Linked DNA regions of Hordeum vulgare: region 1 is linked to region 2. The links are chromatin contacts, called in public Hi-C maps. All regions are on one chromosome and are shown on one strand. Each heading gives the region's core, a stretch centred on a gene start, on an enhancer-like site or on the middle of the called end of the contact. The rest is flanking DNA. Distances are from core to core; before and after follow the strand shown.

Region 1 (5,314 bases), core at 2,399-4,898, 130 kb before region 2:
TTGTCTCCATCAAACTTTGGTGCAGAAGAATGGATATTTTCTGGTTCTGTCTGAGAAATCTGGACAGATCTGATATCTAGAATGTTATGTTCATGTGTGCCATTGCTGATTTCCGTTTCCTGCAGGGGTATCACATCAAAGCCATCATGCACGTTGTTCAAACCCTTCTGTTCTGATGCAGCATCCGTGATGTGATTGCTTTCGCTTTCGCTTTCTGGCTCAGAAGTGTTAATCGATGTGGTCGCATCAATCTCGGAAAATATAACCTATCATTATCAGGCAGAAATACCCCATTACTATGTATAGAGGTAAAGTGCACAGCTGAATAAAGCTATAGGGATTATCTTATTACCTCAACTCTGAAGTCTACAGGAAACCGGTGTTTCGTGTCCCACAGAATGTCAATCTGGTCCCTATCAAGTAACAGGAGATTGTCTTCGACAAAAGCTGTGCTAAACATAACTCTGAATACCATCACTTCATGTTTAAAGTCCTCATCCACGCTGAGGCACTCCATGACAACGTCTCCTTGAACAGGACATCGGATATTAATCTTGATTATCTCACTGTCTTCCTGAAATTATGAACAAAAACAGTACAATGTTTTCAGTTCAGCAATTTCAGCTTAAGGATATCTTGCCAGGATCAGTACAGACATCAGTAGCAACTTTCATGTAAAAAATAAACTGGTTATATGAAGTGATACAATATTATGTGCTTTCAAGTTTGAACTTATTCAGAACCATTATAGAAAACAAATTGAGCTACATGTGTACTCCAGATGTCCATGGAAATCTTAAGTATTTCAAGAAGAAAAAACTCTACATAATAAACTCTCCATTCTTCAACCTATCTAACTTCAAACGTTCAACTGTCCAAACCAGATAAATTTGATAACATGGTGGTATTCAAATAAGCTGAATTTTGCTGATGTGGCATAATTGCCAGCATGACGGCTGGGCAAAGAACTAGAAAAGGTGTAAATCACACTTAACCAACAGTAGGTGCAACAAGGATTGTTTTAGCCTTTTTGGCCAGGAGTGTGATTTGAGTGTTTTGCAGTTTATGAGGTCAGCACAGAAACTAGATGACTCAAGACTTCAAGGGTGTAATATTTATGTTTTCCCCTATTGAGAATAGACCAGTAATGAACTAATGATGTTCAACTTATAACCCTACAGTATAGAACAAAACCAGTCCTACTGTGACAGATCACTAAAAAAATTCATGATAACAAAGCAAAATTATACCTGCGTGTAAAGCTGGACAAAATCATTTGTCTTCGGAGTTGAAAACAGAACTTTGGCACTACTGTCATGAGGAGCCAGGGGATCTGGGCCATAAATTCGAAATATTGGTCTACATCCCCCTTGACCATCAAAATTCGGTACCGTCCTGATGATTGCACAGTTCAAGTTCAGCATCCTGTCAGCAGGTGGCCACAATTCTGGTGAGTTGTGCCGTCTCGACACATACTTCAAGTATCTCAAATGAGAAGGTGCTGGGTCCAGTGGTGAGAAAAGCTCAACCAGCCCAGGTGGTGCATATTTATGGATCATCTCCAACGCCTTCCTCTCATCTTTGCACCTTCGAAGGTAAACCAGCAGGGCTGCCAATGCGAAAGCAAGGACCGGCCACCCACCATGTTCTGAATGTATAAGCAGGAAGTTGTCCTGACTTAATGAGAGCCAGCTTTCACTAGACCTAAGAAAATGGTGAATCATCTCCAAGGTGAGCAAAGGACACCCCTCATAGTTACGTGGATAACCCATCGCACTCATATCATGGCCTGAGAAAATGCGGGCAGTTTGGTTGTTCTTCTTTCCTCCCTCAAAGTTGAATACCATTAATGAATCGATGGAGTAGCGCGCAAGTAGCTGTTTTAAGATGCCTCCAATGTATGGCTTCAATTCGTCTTCTTCAAACATATCCATGGAGAAGCAGTGGTCAAATACTGGAAAATAAAGAAGTAGCCAAAAGTTAGCATCTAAAAGGTGACAATGAGAGCAATCTCAGTTCTGCTATTAATAAGTGAAATCACCGCAAGCATACAAAGCCTTTCCGGTGGTAGCAGGTGAGCGTTTTCATATATAAAAGTAATGTGAACAAAGCATGTACCCACTTGGAAACATTTAACTTAAACAATAAAACATCCATGCACGATGAGAAAACAAAATGGTAGTTGGTAACTTGGTATGCATATGCTACGCAAGCAGATGTCTGATAGAAACAAAATGGTATACTAGTTTCAGACAGTCAGATTAAATAGAAAGCAATAAGCCTTGTTGAATTGTAAGCCAACTTACTCAACTAACTGCTAGTTCTTCTGTAAAAAAATGACCTAATGAAGTAATGCGAAACATAAATAATTCCAAGATGTACACAAGTTCATTTCCCAGTAAAAAGGAGAAACCAAATACCTACTGCAAAATATATTTTTATCTCAGGCACGGAACTTCGAGCTTTAAAGCATGTTGTATCTTCGAAATGTGACCTGATTTGAGCCATTGATGAATAATTCATGACTACCCATTAACTTCAGGTCCAACTCAGCAAATTTGCTTATGTGGCAATGATTTAATGAGGAATTCATATTCGTGCCCGGAGAACCTAAAGCCCTGGAGCCACCTCATGCTAAAACTTGTTGAAATGTCACCTGATGGGACCGAATCGCACCCACCGAATGAAACGTAATGCTGGAAAATAACGACAGCCTGGTAAGGGATAACCAACTAATCCTCCGTATTCTAAAGCGTCCCTGTTATGGTCAGAAATGCAAAAGTTGAGCGACAGCTGATGAATGGGCCTCCTGCGCAGCCTCTGCCGGGTCAAGACAAGAAAGCAATGTCACCACGATAGCACAAGGTCTTTGACGCAGTCCTGGCGTCTGATAAAACTGTAGTCTATTAAACAATAACCCGCGTATCGTCCACACGAATTTTCTCACGGGCTAACAACTTTAAAAGGCAAATAACATGGAGGAAAGAAGAAGAAGAAGAAGAAGAAGAAGAGAACAGGTCGTACTACTTTAATCGCAAAGACGCGGACTAAAACCTTGGGAGGTTCGAGCTGGATGGCCCCCATGCGCGCAACACGAGCAAGGTTTTCCATGTGCAACGAACAGGTCCGTGCCGAGGGCGGGCGGGCAGAGTTTTACCCGAACGGAGCCCAGCAACGTAGCGTAATCACGCCTCGAGGAAAGCTTAATAATAACCGAGGATGAGGAGAGAAAGGGGGGGTTCGGCGAGGAGGCACGCACCGAGAATGTTGCTGGAGATCTCGACGAGCCCGGCCGGCGGCCGCCGGTTGAAGAGCCGCCGGAAATACAGCGACATCTGCCGCGGCGCCTGGCGGGGGGCAGATGGGCCGCCCGGGGCGCGGAATTCAAAAAAAAAAAGCTACGCTCAGCAGGCCCGCCCAATCACCCGGCGGGCGGGGGTCGGGTCGGGCGCGCGGGCGCGCGGGCGGGCGGACGAGAGGGGATGGGAGGGGGTGGGGTGTGGTGGAGGAGACGACGTGGGAGGGCAGTAGCTCGGCTCGGCGGCGGCTATATGGAATGGGATTTGGGGTTGGGGTTGGGGTTGGGGAGGCGGGGCGGGGCAGCTGGGTGGGTCTTTTCCTTCCTTCCGGCGATTTGTTTTCCTTTCGACCTCGGAGGAGAGAAAATAAAAATAGAAATGGTTTGGGTAGGAGGTCGTCGCGTGCTCGTGCTCGTGCTGGCTCGTTCGTTCGACTCGACTCGTCGTCACTCGTGAGCTTTGCGGGGAAGAGAAGGTTTCCCGAGGGGAGCGGGGCCCACGCGCCCTTTTCCCCGTGCTTTCGTTGTGGAAAGGAAAAGGCGGATTCGGAATTTGAATGTTGGGCGGATGAGCGAGTGGCTTTTGCCTTTTCATTCGGGCGTCGGTGGCTCTTTTTGGATGTCATGTGAGGAAGGAGTTTCGTTTCGGAAGAACGGTTGTTGGAGTATATCAAAGCAACTTCAATGGAACGACCTATTGTGTTCATCATCGTCCGCTTGGGTCAGCGCGGACATAAAAGTCGGTCCAACGCGTCGACCTAAACGGACGTGCGTCCGCTTGGTTCCGCCTGACGATTCATTTTCGGTCCAATTTTGAGCCAGATTTGCGTCGACGCGGACAAGAGATGGACGCGCACGCGCCTACTCCTTTCCCTGGGTCCGCCGCTCGGTGGCATCAACCATCATTCCCCCCCCCATTTCCTCCCAAAAAACCTCTCGCCCACGCACGCTCCCGCCCCACGCCCGTTATGGACGACGACCTCGACCTCGACACCGCCGTCGGCCTCGCCTTCCTCGCCTCGTCCGGCAAAGGCAAGCCTCGCGCCCCCCGGAAGGCCGCCGCGCCGAAGCCGAAGAAGGTGCTGACGCCGAACAACGGGCAAAGGAGTCGGCCAAGAGGAAGGACCAGAGGCACGCGGCGAACACGAGGGACGAAGCCATCGCAGGGGCCGCCGCCGCGCAGCAACAGGTCACCAACGCCCGCGTCGCGGCGGCAACGAGAGAGGCGCTCTACATGCTGGGGTTAAACCCTAGCCAGCACGGCCTCGTCAAAACGTCGTCGCGGTCAGCACCGGCTCATCTGCCTTCCCTCGGGCGGTGCTGCCCGACTCGCCCGGCGCGTCGGCTTGCAACCCGGTGCCCGGCTTCCACGTCTACCCGCAGGCCTCCCGCCTCTCGGGGGAGTGCTCGCCCGAGGTGAGAGTGGTCGCGCCTTCCACGCCCGCGCCCGCGGCCATCGACCTCAACGCCACCGGTGGCCGCTGGCTCGTCAGCCGAAGGCGAGAGGAAACGCGCACGGCAACCGCCAGCCGACCAGCTGTCGGCCCGCGCAACATGTTCGATGGAATGTCGACCGCCGGCGACGACTACATGTAGAACATGATCTTCAAGGGTGGTGCGCATGCCGCTGGCTTCGATCCCGATGAGACACAAAGCTAGGATGGCCGAGGGGCGTCCACGCCGCCCGCTGGCTACAATGAAGATCAGGTCGCCTTCATGCGTGATCAGGTCGGCTTGGACCTGGACGGCTTCCTTCTCGACCATGAGTTCCCGAAGGACTACGGGCTAGAGGAAGAGGACGAGTGCGACATCAAAGCGGAGCCTTTGTTTCAGGACGAGCTCGCCAACCAAGCAGACGGGACGAAGCCGAAGCGCCAGAGCAAGCGGACTAAGGCATACACTGCGGTCGAGGACAAGCTTCTTTGCGATTGTTGGAGAGACATTGGGCAAGACCCCAAGACGGGTGCCGAACAAAAGCATTCAACCTTTTGGATTCGTGTTCACCGTCAGTTCCAT
Region 2 (5,146 bases), core at 628-3,127:
AGTTTCCACCAAATCGCATATTCCAGAATTATAGCAGTTATATCATATAATATAAACTCTAAACTATAAATGTGAAAAATATAATAATACAATATTATTACCTCTAGGGTATATTTCAAACAATTTCTTAGTCGCCCGCTCGTGTGTTGGTGGGTAGGATCCCGAGAATGCACTCCCACCTTTCCTCGAACCTCGGATCTTCTGATCACACCCCCAACTCGCCCATCCACCATTTTCGTTGGCTCCGGCGGCACCACATCATCGTGACACGCTCCGCTTTGGTTGCCTCCAAGTAGATCTGGCGTGCCAGATTCTCCGCTTCTCTTTACACATAACTTTGGTAACCTCGATCCGCTTCCCTTTGCACAACCCTCTCCAACCCTTGCCTCCAGCGAAGCCCCTCCACGTCTTCTGGCACCACAGATCGAATCAACGACATATTCATGTGCCCAGAACTTACAAATCAAAAGGCACCGACCAATGAAAAAGTTCTATTGAAATAGAGTGCCAAAGAACTCTTTAACTAATGTACAATTTAATCTTATGAATCAAATCTCCCACATAAAACTAATAAATCATACAAATAAAAGAGCTCACACATTCTAAAGATTTAAATCATTTAGAAATTCTCATGAAAATCAAGCTTTAATGCCAACTCCAGCGCGCGGCCCCATTCGGATGTCTGTTTTACCTGGATTTTGTCCGTTTGGGGTGGACGATGGGGTCGTGTGCGGGCCATTTCTTGGATGCGGTGGTCGTGCGCCCAACGCGCGGACGCATCCTTGGACGCATCATGTCTGCCTCATTTTCAAACACAAGCATTCGAATAGCCACGACCCATAGTTCATGGAAGCGGCTCTAGATCACGCCGGCAACACAACAGTCTACACGTCCTCGCCGATAACATAGCCGACCCCCAAAAAAGAATAGGTTTTTCGCCGGCAACACACCCAGCGACCGGCTCACCATGCCAGCCTCCAAATAAAGAACGACCACGGCCGATCTAACGCCCTAGTTCAGGCCATCGACGTAGAACATCTCTTTTTGCCGGGCCTCGAACCAGCTCCTTGTCTTCTCGCCCATCTTGCTCAGGTCCACATTTCGCCCTCCCTCTTCGCCACCGCCGTCGGTTCCGCCTCTTGGCCGATTTCGTGTCCAGCTTTGCGATCTCCTCCAACGTGAGTTCCGACCGCAGCTTCTTCGTACCCTTAGGCGCCTTCTTCTTCTTCGCCTTGGTGGCCGGGACGACGTCCGGGTCCTCGAAATTCGGCGGGGATCGACCATGGCGGGAGGGTGGCGGGCGGAGGGGAGGGCGGGGCGTGGGAGTGTTTTGGGGGAAAATGAAATGGAATTGGGGCGTGGGGGCGGAAAGGCCATGCTGCTTTGTGCCACCGACGGACGGGCTAGGGAAGGACAAGCGCGCGCCCCGACCGTCCGCAACGTCCGCACACTGCCCGTTTCATCTAAAAAATGGACCAAGTTTAGGCCGCAAATGGGTCGAAAACGGACAAACGTCCGTTTCCGCCCACGCACTGACTCGTCTGGTATGTCCGTTTTGCTTTAAACCGATGCGGATGGAGAGAATAGAGCGTGGCGGTGGAGTTGGCCTAATAATTGGGCCAAAGAATGAACGAGTTGTTCCACCACGAAAAGGCTCAAAGCTCACATGGTTGTGTGAGAAGCTTCCAAAAGCCCAAGCAGCCACCGTTAGAGGATCAGCAGTCCTTCCCCTGGCCCCACCGGCCGAACAAGCACGCGGCCAGGATCCAACACTCCAGACCACCCGCTCGCCACCCATCCCGCCAATCCCAGCCGTCCATTTGCCAGGGGTATAGGGTTTATAGCCCCATCTCGCACCCTCCCTCGCCCCCTCTCTCCCGTCCCCGCGGCAAGAACGGCGGCTGGACAAGAAAAAAAAACCAAAAAAAAAAGAGAGAGAAGAAGAACGCAGAGCACCACACCGATTTCCGCCCAACCTATCGATCGAAGCCCCGGGATTCCAATCCGGAAGAAATCCCTCGAGAAAATCGGAGTAAGCCTCGATCCTCCTCCCTCCGGATCCCACAGCGCCGCTCCGGCGCGACGTCGAAACCCTAGTGGGGATGGCGGAGGTGTCCGCGGCGGCGGCGCCGGTGCCGGAGGGCGTCCTGCACAGGAGGATAGAGTTCCACCCCGCCAGGAGGCCGCACGCCGCGGTGGCCGTCGGGGGAGGCGGGTTCCAGATGGAGACCCTCAACCCGGATGCCGCCGACGGGGCGGCGGCGGCGGCGGGGGGTGCGGCCAGGGGCGAGGCGGAGGCGCGGAGGTCGGAGAAGGCCGAGGCTCTGGGCTTGGATCCGGAGCTCACCGTCGCCAGGATCTACCTCGGGAGAATCGTGAGTAACGCAATTTTGCAGCTCTAATTTGGGGGTTTGTGCTCTTAAAGCTGTGATTTTGGGCGATGGAGCTGCTATGCCCGGTGTTCGGATGCCGGAGTTTTCAGTTCGGGCTTGTAGCATTACAGTGTGACGATCTTACGCTCGTACGAGTAGTTAGTAAAAGATGCGCAGAACCTGCTTTACAGAATTTCCATTTCTTGGGGTTTTAGCATGGTCGGTAATGATATTCAGCCCGTGCTGTCCCTTTGAGCGCTGAAATGGGATTGCATTTTGCAGGGTGCTGGTCTGCAAAATCTTGGGAACACTTGCTACCTCAACTCGGTTCTGCAATGCTTGACGTACACCGAGCCGTTCGCAGCCTACCTGCAGAGTGGAAGGCACAAGTCTTCATGTAAGTGCTGTTGGAACTTGCAACTGCCCACTGGCTTAGCGACACGATACGATGAATTGACGATGTTGCATCAGGCTTGTGGTTTTCCAAGCTAGCAGTAAATTGATCTGCATATTATTGCACATTCTAAAGTAGTATAATCCTTGTAAAAGGTATACAGCCGGGTTCTACGCTGTAACAATGCCCATGCTGCTCCTTGAATATGAGTATCACTCCCAAAAACAACCATACTTGCATTCTCAAGCCTCAAGCGTATTCCATACACACTGTTGGCAAGTCTTCACCAATTGCTCAAGCTTGAATCATGTTCGAGTTGAGAAACATGTGCAATCGCATCTCAAAGTTTGATCAGTCAACCGTTTATCATCCACTGGAGAAGTCGTGTAAAAGTTTGTCATTCTATTTTGTCAGAGGATTATGTGGATGAGAACGGTTGGCTGACATATATGGATTGGTTATCCCTACCGATGCTTTGAGTCACACCTGATGGAACAGGTATCAAGTCAGTTGTTAATACAATCTTATCACTGCATCAAATAACCGTGATTCAGAATTATTCTTGGCTTCTTGCCTTCTGTGTTAAATTATCACCTATTATCTTTATGTAAACTCAGTACTTTATCAAGTACGGTGCTTCCATTTCGATGTTGGAGATGTGGTTTGCACAAGTATCATGAATAGTAGAGTGCTCCCTCTATTTGAAAGATGTGAAGCTACAATTAGCATTGTCTGTTTGAAAGATGTAAACCTACAATTACATTTGATGACATTCCTTTCATTTGTGCTCATCTACTTTTGCTGTCTTTTAAACCTTTATTATAAAAACAACCAGATTAATCTATCACTCTTATCTATGACTACCTTATTTTGAATACACTAACACCATGGATATCATGGTCATTTCACTCTCGTATCCTTCTGGTCCATGATTTCCTTAATCCCTGTGCTATACCAAAACTTGCCTTATATTTTCAACGAGGGAGTAAATTGCACTACATATGCAACGTCTTGTGAGGTGTCAAATCTAGGTCACAGAACCTGAGGGTTGCTCAAATGGCCCATGGAAATTCTAAAATGTTGCGTGTCTGATCAAAATCTTATTGAGTGGCAAGGGAATAAAGTGGACCGTGTTCCCGGTCAAGTTAACTAGGGAATGAATGTCCATGTGCAGCAGCTGCTACTATCAGGATTAGTTTGGTGCAATTTTTACCTGGGGACGAATTTGGGCAACTGTTAATTATTGACACGGATGCATTCATTTATATAATATGCCTGCTAACGAGTGGCTTCTAGGTAACTGTAGACATATTTTTTCTATAATAAGGAAGGTGTAGTTAGCCACTGGGACTGTGGGGTAATAACGGCACACACTTCTATGGTTTTATCCATATACTGAAAGAAGCTGATACTGCCAGCTCGGCACTCCAAAATCCACCCCAAATGGCATTTTTGTCACCATGGCTGCTTTACGTTAATAACTGAAAATGAAAGCCAGTCCATATTATTACGCCATTAGATAGCACACAGAATTCATAAAACTGTGCCGTTTACTCTATAGTTGGAACTTCAAACTTCCACACGTAATACAACATTTGCTGATCTGTGAATCAACTAAACCCCTACCACTAGCTATTCTGCATTTGTTCTATTCTTCTGTTGTAGCTAACAGTAATTTCATACCCTACCTACAAAGGTAGTTTGTTAATTACTATATGTATGTTATACATCCTCCCTGCTTTCAGCTTTTTCGCCCCTGCGAGGCATGTCTCATACAGCCGTTACTAATTCCTTTTTTTTACCATTTTTAGGCCGTACTGCTGGATTTTGTGCACTGTGTGCTCTTCAGAACCATGTTAAGACTGCGCTACAGTCAACTGGAAAAATAGTGACTCCATCACAAATTGTGAAGAACTTGCGCTGTATCCTTCCATATGCTCTGGCTGAATTGATTTCCTCTTTTAGTTTTAACTTGAAATTCTCCTGTCTATTCTTTATTGAGCGTCAAAATGTAAATCTTTGACCGCAAATAGGCATTTCTCGTAGCTTCCGTAATTCGAGGCAGGAAGATGCTCATGAGTTAATGGTTAACTTGCTTGAATCAATGCATAAATGCTGTTTACCTTCTGGAGTACCGAGTGAGTCTGCAAGTGCTTATGAGAAGAGCTTAGTTCACAGAATATTTGGTGGCCGCCTAAGAAGTCAGGTACATCATGTGCATTCTTACTTTTGTACTAGCAATTTCTTAGGAAAACCCATTTCTCTTGTCATCACTGCTTTGCTGCATATATATGTTCCAGGTGAAATGCACAAGGTGCTCGCATTGTTCCAACACATTTGATCCTTTCTTGGATCTCAGTCTTGATATTGGCAAGGCCAC

What was found. A called contact is a pair of places that touch in the nucleus more often than the background predicts.
Region 1: a Hi-C map of leaf shows a contact between it and region 2, with 6 times the contacts expected there. The contact joins the promoter of LOC123411044 here to the promoter of LOC123410793 in region 2. A contact is called at or near these places in 4 of 6 Hi-C or Micro-C datasets (leaf and seedling) and 1 of 1 datasets of contacts at active chromatin or transcription factors (embryo).

Annotation. Positions count from the first base shown.
Region 1 is chr7H:59,130,838-59,136,151 of MorexV3_pseudomolecules_assembly, reverse strand. It overlaps LOC123411044 (formin-like protein 6), which reads right to left and starts at 3,648. Exons shown (of 4, transcript XM_045103966.1): 1 at 3,260-3,648; 2 at 1,251-1,954; 3 at 353-574; 4 at 1-266. The coding sequence starts at 3,335.
Region 2 is chr7H:58,994,948-59,000,093 of MorexV3_pseudomolecules_assembly, reverse strand. LOC123410793 (ubiquitin carboxyl-terminal hydrolase 23) reads left to right here and starts at 1,877. Exons shown (of 11, transcript XM_045103732.1): 1 at 1,877-2,375; 2 at 2,655-2,769; 3 at 4,578-4,688; 4 at 4,800-4,972; 5 at 5,067-5,146. The coding sequence starts at 2,103.